Linked DNA regions of Sus scrofa: region 1 is linked to region 2. The links are chromatin contacts, called in public HiChIP or PLAC-seq maps. All regions are on one chromosome and are shown on one strand. Each heading gives the region's core, a stretch centred on a gene start, on an enhancer-like site or on the middle of the called end of the contact. The rest is flanking DNA. Distances are from core to core; before and after follow the strand shown.

Region 1 (4,519 bases), core at 404-2,903, 330 kb after region 2:
AAGGTAAACTATACCATGATGTTTATAGTTATTGTACAGCTGAAGTACAGAGATGCAAAATAATTTTCCCAGAGCTTCAAAACTATTACCTGGGAGTGGGAAGAAGGGAGTGGGGAGGGGCAAGATGGGGGTAAGGGATGGAGAGGCACAAACTGCTATGCATAAAATAAATAAACAATAAGAACATATTACAGCACAGAGAATATAGCCAATACTTTACCATTATAAATGGAATATAACCTTTAAAATTGTGAATGCTGTAAATGTGAAATTTATGTAATATTGTACACCAACTATATCTCAATTTAAAAAAACAACTGTTAACTGGTAGAGATAGCTTTCAAACCCAGATAGTCTGATATCAGACCTATGTAGTTAACCACTATTCTGTGCAGTCTCCTAAGGCCTGATACTTAAACATTTCTGAATCATTTACATCTATGTTCATTTATTGGATATGACAGCATCTTTTAGCTCTTAATTCTGTGTCAAACTACACAGCAGTTTTATTTATGTCTCTGTGTGTATGTGTGCATGTGTATGTAAGTTAAAGAAAATTAAAATTATTTTCAAACAGAATTTTGTAATCTCTTTAGAGAAAGTTGTGAACAACATTCAGTGTCATAAGAATATGTTTAGGAATCACCTGTGCAATATTTGTATCCACATTTCTGTTAATATTAACTTGAAAGGAGAAACTGCTGGATACTCTGCCCTTTAAAATAATGCTTTAATCTAGGAGTTCCCATTGTGGGGCAGCGGAAACAAATCTGGCTAGGAACCGTGATGTTGAGGGTTCGATCCCTGGCCTCGCTCAGCGGGTTAAGGATCCGGCATTTCCGTGAGCTGTGGTGTAGGTCACAGACACAGCTTGGATCTAGATTTGATGTTGCTGTGGCTGCAGTGAAGGCCAGCAGCTCTGATTGGACACCTAGCCTGGGAACCTCCATAGGCTGTGGGTGTGGCCCTAAAAAGTAAAACAATAAAAAATAAATAAAATAAAATAATTCTTTAATCTTTTCCTTCCAAAGTTTTCTATATCTTTTCCCCAGTGCCTCAATGCTAAACCTGAGTGTGTGAGCTTGAAATACATCTAAATATTTAGTGGTGTCATACTATTTTTTCAGTCATTCAAGTTTGTCCTAATGGAATATTGTTGGGACAATGATCAAAACGATTTGGGGCTTCAGCACAATAATGCTATTTAGTCCAACTTGAAGTCTGTATTTAGGTTCCAATTTCTGCTTAATTTTTGCCTACTTCTTGGTAGGAACAATCATACATATCTATTTGATATGATTTAACTTAAAGCATAACCAAACCTTCACCAAAGAGAGTTTTACCAATATAGTCATAAAATATTATCATAATAATATCATAATAGTCTGATACTTTTCATAATATCATCAGTGATTATTTATTAGATTTCCATTTGACATATGACGTTGAATTAAATTACTACCATCATTTACGGTTTGGGGGTGATGACAATTATGGTGACATGCTTCAATCCAGCCTTTTAAACTGCAAATCTGTAGAGGTATTTTATTTTAGGGGCCAGAAATAATTTAGCATTCTATTAAGATTTACATTACTGAAAACTGAGTCTGACACCTAAATGCTGCATGATTGATGGTGTTTCTGTACCCTCTAGTGGTCTGATGCAGAACTGAAATAACCAAGAGAAAAATAGCCTGGGAATTCTGGGGTGTGGGTGGCAGCACCTGCTTGGCCTTGAATTATAAAAGGCAAAGATAAGAAGAGATTTCAGGCCAGGCTTCTAGAATTGGCCAATGTGAATGTGAATTTTCATCGCTAAGCTTATTTTACAGGCATGAAAGAAGGAATGGTGGTAGATTTTAAAAAAATTCCTCCTTTAAATGTCTTACTTTTTTCGAAATGTTGGAGTTTGTCGTATATTAAACAAATGTTTTCTATCTATGAAGGTTTCTCCTCAGTGACATTCTTGATGTTTTGGGATCTATAATGCTTTGTTGCAGGGGCACCCCCTCTGCACTGTAAGATGTTTAGTAGCATCCCTGCTTCTTACTTACTAGATACTAGGAGCATCCTCAGCTGTAATAACCAGAATCACCTCCAACGTTGCCAAATGTCCCTTGGGGGAAAATTCCCAACCGAGAATCATCTTAACGATTTCTGTTAGGTAAGGCAGAAAGAGTCTGCCAATCGAAACGAATAGGTCAGTGAACATTTAGCATGAGTCAAGCCATGTACCTGTATTATTTAATTTTTTTTTTTTTTTTTTTTGTCTTTTGTCCTTTTAGGACTGCACTGGTGGCATGGGGAAGTTCCCAGGCTAGGGGTCCAATAAGAGCTGTAGCTACTGGCCTACATCAGAGCCAGAGCAACACCAGATCTGAGCCGCATCTACGACCTACACCACAGCTCACGGCAATGCTGGATCCTTAACCCGCTGAGCAAGGCCAGGGATCAAACTTGCAACCTCATGGTTCCTAGTCTGATTCGTTTCCGCTGCACCACGACGAGAATGCCTGTATTATTTAATTTAATCTTTATTAGAATCCTCAGGGGTCAGTCCTATTATTGTCCATTTTACAGATAAGGAGAGTTGAGTAAATTTCATGGCATCACGTAGGTAAGTAGTAGAGTCAACGTTAAACTCTAGATTGGCTCTGGGCTTTGCATTTGAAAAGATTCTACTACAAGAGTATAGCTTCTAATAAGCTCCTAAGTGAGTAAAAAACAGAATTATTGATTTACAAATAATAATAATCCACAATTGCCAGTTTATGATAATTTTCTGAATCAACAAAACAGAAGGACCAGAGAGTATTCTGACATTGTGAAGGCTTGTTTTTTTCCACTCATTTATCAAGTACCCACTCTCCATACAGATATAAAAATGAATAAAATAAAGCCCCACCCTCTGAAGCTTACTTAGATTGCTGTGAGCCAAAAGCAAATGAGCAAAGACATGTCTAATCTTTCATTTAGTAACATGCTATGGAGAAAATAAAATAAATTAGCCCTCTCTATCCCATAGATAGGGTAGAGTGCTTCTATTTTGTACAAAGTAGTGGGGAAGTAAGTATTCCTAGTAGTGAGAACAGCAAATGCAAAGGCCCTGAGGTAGAAGAAGATTTGAAGTGGGAGCAGCTTGCAAGCATGGTAAGGGAAAAGCAAGACGCCCGTGGAGTGGGAGCAGAGTGAGTGAGGAGGAGGGTAAGAGATGAGACAGAGGGGAATGGTGGGAGGGAAGGGAGGACCAAAGATCGCCTGAGGCCCCAGGAAAAGGACTGCTCCACTTTCACTCTTTACTGAGATAAGTATTTATTGAGAAGTGCCATGATCTGGCTAATTTTTCAAAAAACTATGTCCATTTTCTTTCTCTGATTTGGGAAGTAATTTATCATAATGGTTAAGACTACAAGTTCCGGAATCAGACTGACCTCATTTTTAAAGGAAGTCTTTAAGAACTCACTCCTTGTGGGCTTTGGGGCAAGTCATTTAACTTATCTGATCTTCTGAGTTCTTATCTGCAGAAAAGATGTGGTAATATCCTAGTTAATTGAATTTAAGTGCCATTAGACAAAAGATGCACCATGGTTTTCTGTATCAGTAAGAAAATTACAAAACAACACTGCTAATCATATGTGAGTCAGTCAAACCAGGCTCTCCAAGTGTGAAAATGTCCCTAAGCTATTCTTGGGGATTTGGTCATTTGTCCTGGCTTCGTTTGCATTGCTTGGCATGCAATAGGCAATTATTTTGCATAAATCTCAGTAATGAAAGGAAGCACAGTTTCATCTATTTTTTGGTAACTTCATTTCTTAGGGTTCCACAAAGCATTTGGGTGTTGCTTTGTAAGAAAATATGGAATCGGTTTCTTTCTTTCCTATGATGAATACTTGCTTAACTATTACCAAATTTAACCCACTTTCTTGCTGAGTTTTTGTGTGGCTCTGCTTGTGAAATAATCTTTAGTTGAAATACCAGATCATGGTGCAAAATATTTTTAAACAGCAATTCAATCCAACATATGCAGTGCCAGTGATAAGTCAACTGAACTGACAGTATTACACATTCACAGACAATGAAAAAATTACATCACGTCTGCCCTCATGGTGATTGTAAGGTGACATCAATCATGTGTTAAAATGTTTTATATAGGTGCATGCATATATCTATGTGAATTATGATATGTATGAGCTCTCTGTGTATGATATATATATATAACATTATATATGTATACATGTATTTAAATATATATTAAAAATCTGTGTGTGCATTTATTTAAGAATTGATGTGATAGGAACTGCCCGACAGAGTAGAATTAGCATGAGAAGTTCCTAGCACATAGTTAGCCCTCAGAAAAGGTTATCCTTCTCATCTCTATGAAGACTTTATATTACAAGCTTTCACTTTTCTATAAGACTCCCTGACTTAATTTCATTTCCTCTGTTTTTCCCAGACTCAAATCTTCCAATTCTAATTGCTCAGATGGTTCTCTCTCCTTCTGCACTTTCTACTCTCAGAA
Region 2 (4,004 bases), core at 1,248-3,747:
CTACACAATATAAGTCACAACTCTACAATCCACATGTCCAGAGAGTAAATCATACAATTAGAAATAAAAAATAACCACATAGAAAAAATGAAAAAGAAATAATAAAATAAAATTAAAAAAAAAAATGAAAAAGATAAACTCCGCTAAATAATATTTGGGCTAGAGAGGAAACCCAAAGTGTGATGAAGAGTATTTTTAAATCAAATGGAAATACTATATGTCAAATTTCACAGACTACTCCCCAAACATAAAAGTATAAATGAAGCATCTCCCTAAAAATGTAACGAGTGATCATAATAAGCAAAAGAAAAATACAACGTTACATAAGGAAATGTGAAAAATAGTTTGCTCTTTTAACATTTTAAAATCATTAACCAAAAGAAAAAAAAAAAAAACACCCTTACTTTACTTCAAAAGGAATTAGTAAAAAATATGGCTAACTTAGAAATTGGCCATTCAGGTTATCATTGGATATTTTTAAAGTAGATGTCAACCAGAAATCAGGATGTAAAAATTTGAGAAGTCTAATAGAAATGTGACTTATGTTATTGTTTATTTCAAGATTTTGTAGCGACTCTTGAATAGCAGCTCAATATGTATTTTTTATGTAGCTTTGTGTTGACAGGAGATAGATAAGTCCGGCTGGAGGTATGGGAAATGCTTCCCTTTCATCTCATTCTTTGAACAGCAGCTTCTAAGATCTATCACTAAGAAAACTAGTCATCTGTCTGTTCTTCTACCTCTGTTCATTTCAGTGACTCAAAACCAGAATCTCGCAGGGTGAGAACAGCACCCATCCATTTAAAAATATGTAATTGCAAAATGATTTTGTGTTAGCAAGATATTACATGGAAAAACTTTTGAAAAGAGACAAAAATTGGCATGTATCACATTCCGATGAGACATTTCTCTGCCTTGCTCGAGAAACCACTACTGTTTGTCCAAGATATTCCCGGAGTGGGGGTCGGGTGAGGGAGAAGAGAGGATGATACGTCTGGGTGGGATGAGGACTTGTGACGCTCGTGCTGGTGAGACCCGGGGACCCTTCCAAGACTGGGGCAAAGGGCTTCCCGTTGAGTTGACTTCAGGATTCTTTGGCATCTCCTAATTCAAATGAAACACGATAGCTACCTTTGGCTGTTTCCTCTGCTTAATCCCCCAAGGAAATCCCTTTGCTTTTCAGAGATAAAAAGTGAGTAGAACAAAGAGAAAGTCAGGGTAAGCACAGGGGCCTTTTGCTATAGAATTTCACTGAAGCCTTTCCAAGCCCTGAGGATAGAACCCAAGGGCTATCCTGTTATTCCTACACCTGGATTGAATATCAAGGTCTGTGAGAAGATGAATCATTTAGAAACCTGGTGTCCTCGTAGGGCGCTGTTGCTTTAAAAAAAAAAAAAAAAAAACCTCTAATAACTGTGTCAAAGGCAAAAAAAAATCACATAAAAAGTTCAACGTTGTTACATCCTCTTTCTGTACCGGTTTCAGGCAGCGAGAGTCAGAACTGCTGAGAGTGCGAAGACCTGCAGCGCCTGGTGTCGTGGGTCGTTCTCTCTCTGAAGGGGAGACATGAAAGGGGCAACATTTAGGCTGAGAAGAGAACAAACGGCTGGAGGTGGCAATTCGAGCGCAAGGGAACACCCGTCGAAGACGCTCGTGATTTTCATTTTCGTTTTGTCCTTAAACTGAACGATGGAGGCAAAAGACACAGGACTTGATTTCGAACCGTAACGATCAGCGATCGGGGGAAACACACATGAAAGAGAAAAAAATTGGCATGTTTCACATTCCGATGAGACACTTCGGGACCTCACAGGATCCGATTCAGTTGTTTCCCATAGAGCACGTGCTTAACTCAGGAGCGCAGGTCAAAGCTCAGGTCACACCCGAGGGTGTTTCAGAATCCGCAGGGGGAAGTAATGATGGCCTCGGTGTAAAAAACTAGAGATGCTAAAAAGCCTAGATTGTATGTATTCACCATTAATATAAGTATTTGATGTTTTAGACGGCTTGTACTATTCCAGCTGCTGCATGACCAAAAGGTCCTATAAGCAGCTTTTCCTACTCCCACCTCCCGTCTCACCCCATACATCCCTTTTCCAGTGTTGCTCAAGCTGGCTGCTGGTTTAGCCAGAGCTGCAGACTGACATTGAGCAGATGTGTTTTGTCTGGCCTCTAGAGTATTTTGCTTTTCAAATTAGGTGTCCCTGTTTTAAAAGCTAATAATTTCACATGAAAATCCAGATTTCTGGCTGCCGTTGAAAAACGAAGCACGGGTACACATTCTGTGTTGTATCTTACATTATTGCATATCAGGCACCCAGTTTCACACGGTGGTAACTTCCAGTTCACTCTTCTGCTTGTCTTTGCGGTCTAGACCCACTGTGTTGAGTCAGTATCTGAACAGCATGGCTTGCGTGTCTCAAAGACACGGCTCTTGTGATCACGAAGCCTTGGAAGTGGTGGAACTCAGGAAACACATTTCTCGATTTTGAGGAAGCAGAAATACAGTGATGGATTCGTGCCAGGACCCGGGCTCCAAGCACCGTCTCTTTACACCAAAGCCAGCCCCCTTCCTGCTGCTCCATGCTACCTCCTTGGTTTATGTTTTATTTCGAAATAATAGATTTCAAAAACCATAGAGCTTTAAACTAATCATGTTAAGTCAAAAAAAGTCCCACAGTACAATATGATTATAAGTGTTAAAAGGGTGCTGAGCAGCCGCATTGGGGGAATTTTTTTTTTTTTCCTCTTTCCAAACTTTCTTCATGATTATCTATTAACTTTTACAAGGAAATAAAACTCTTATTTTTCAACGTTCCGGGGACACTGAAGCAGCCGCTTTGCCTGGTCACGACCGTCCCACCTCCCGTTGCCAGAAACTCACTTCCTTGTTTCCCTCGTAGCTCAGCTGGCCTTGTGCCTCCACCCCGACTAATGAGACGGAAAGGGAAGTCGGCTGGTGGCTCCACGTTTTCAGAACTTTCAGTCTTCAACAGTTATGTGAAAATGCCAAGCAGAACTGTGGAGGAAGAATTACAGATGCTAACCTTGAGTGGAAAAAAACAAAAACAAAAGCATACATCTTTTATGCAGCTTTAGATAACTGCAGCCAACACTACCCTAGGGTTTATGCAACTGGTAGGTTTTCTATTACTTGCAGCCAAAAGAGCAGTACACATAAGGATATTTACATTTTCCTTCAGCTGCTTATTTTCCAAATACTAGCTAAGGAAATTGAAATAAGAGCCAATACGTTTGATTATCTCACCCGATGGAGTGGAGCGGTCAGGCGGCCAACAGAAGACCTCAACACAAAAGCCTACAGATGGTCCCTCATTTTAGTTCATTTTTCACAAGTTTGGTTCTAACATTCCTTGGGAGCCAGGGGACTGATTAGGTAGAGAGCTCTTTATTCTGGTCATTTTTACAAAGGAAACAAGCTACGTGTTTGATTTCCTAAAAACATTCTACTTATGCTGAAGATGCGGAATACACACTCAGGATGCACTGTATTTGTGAAGCTGGCTGTTAGGGGCGAGGAGGTACGACTATGAACTTTAGAAAGACGATGGGGGGGGGAGCCAGGGGGAGCAAGGCAGAGACACTGCAGCAACTGGGGGCCCTTTCAGAAAGGGAATTTAAGTGTTGGCAGAAGGTTAGCCTGAAGAAGCCTTGTAAAACCTGAGAGCTCTTAGATTCTTGTGGGCTCAAGGATGAGAGATGTATTTGTTTCAGGTAATGCAGGGCGTATGTGAAAATAAAGGAAGTGAGCAGCTCAATGACGATTCCAGGTGGAGGTTAGCTTAGAAGAGGTTACTCATCACTTGGCGAGGACGCTGTAGTTTGGAAGAGAGGAGGGGAGGTTCAGGACCCTCTCCTACGCTAAGGCTCTGAGATCCCACGGCCTCTACCTGCTGAGCTGTTCCAGGCAGAAGTTCAGGGAACAGAGGAGACTCCCATCTAAGACAGCCTTGATGAGTTTCGAACCTTAAGAAACTTTCTCC

The links. HiChIP or PLAC-seq counts read pairs in DNA pulled down with a chosen protein or histone mark.
Region 1: an H3K27ac HiChIP or PLAC-seq map of alveolar macrophages shows a contact between it and region 2. The contact joins two enhancer-like sites. A contact is called at or near these places in 1 of 47 Hi-C or Micro-C datasets (brain) and 2 of 2 datasets of contacts at active chromatin or transcription factors (alveolar macrophages and skeletal muscle).

Annotation. Positions count from the first base shown.
Region 1 is chr5:93,580,133-93,584,651 of Sscrofa11.1, forward strand. No RefSeq gene overlaps it. Among named protein-coding and RNA genes, the nearest start is that of DUSP6, 280 kb to the left of the region's middle. Within about 2 kb of position 1,654, at least 4 of the 83 cell types and tissues checked have an H3K27ac peak or open chromatin away from gene starts, as enhancers often do. A contact at or near this core is called in alveolar macrophages, where this site is marked.
Region 2 is chr5:93,252,289-93,256,292 of Sscrofa11.1, forward strand. It overlaps LOC110260801 (a long non-coding RNA gene), which reads right to left. Exons shown (of 2, transcript XR_002344271.1): 2 at 1-3,019. Among named protein-coding and RNA genes, the nearest start is that of DUSP6, 49 kb to the right of the region's middle. Within about 2 kb of position 2,498, at least 38 of the 83 cell types and tissues checked have an H3K27ac peak or open chromatin away from gene starts, as enhancers often do. A contact at or near this core is called in alveolar macrophages, where this site is marked.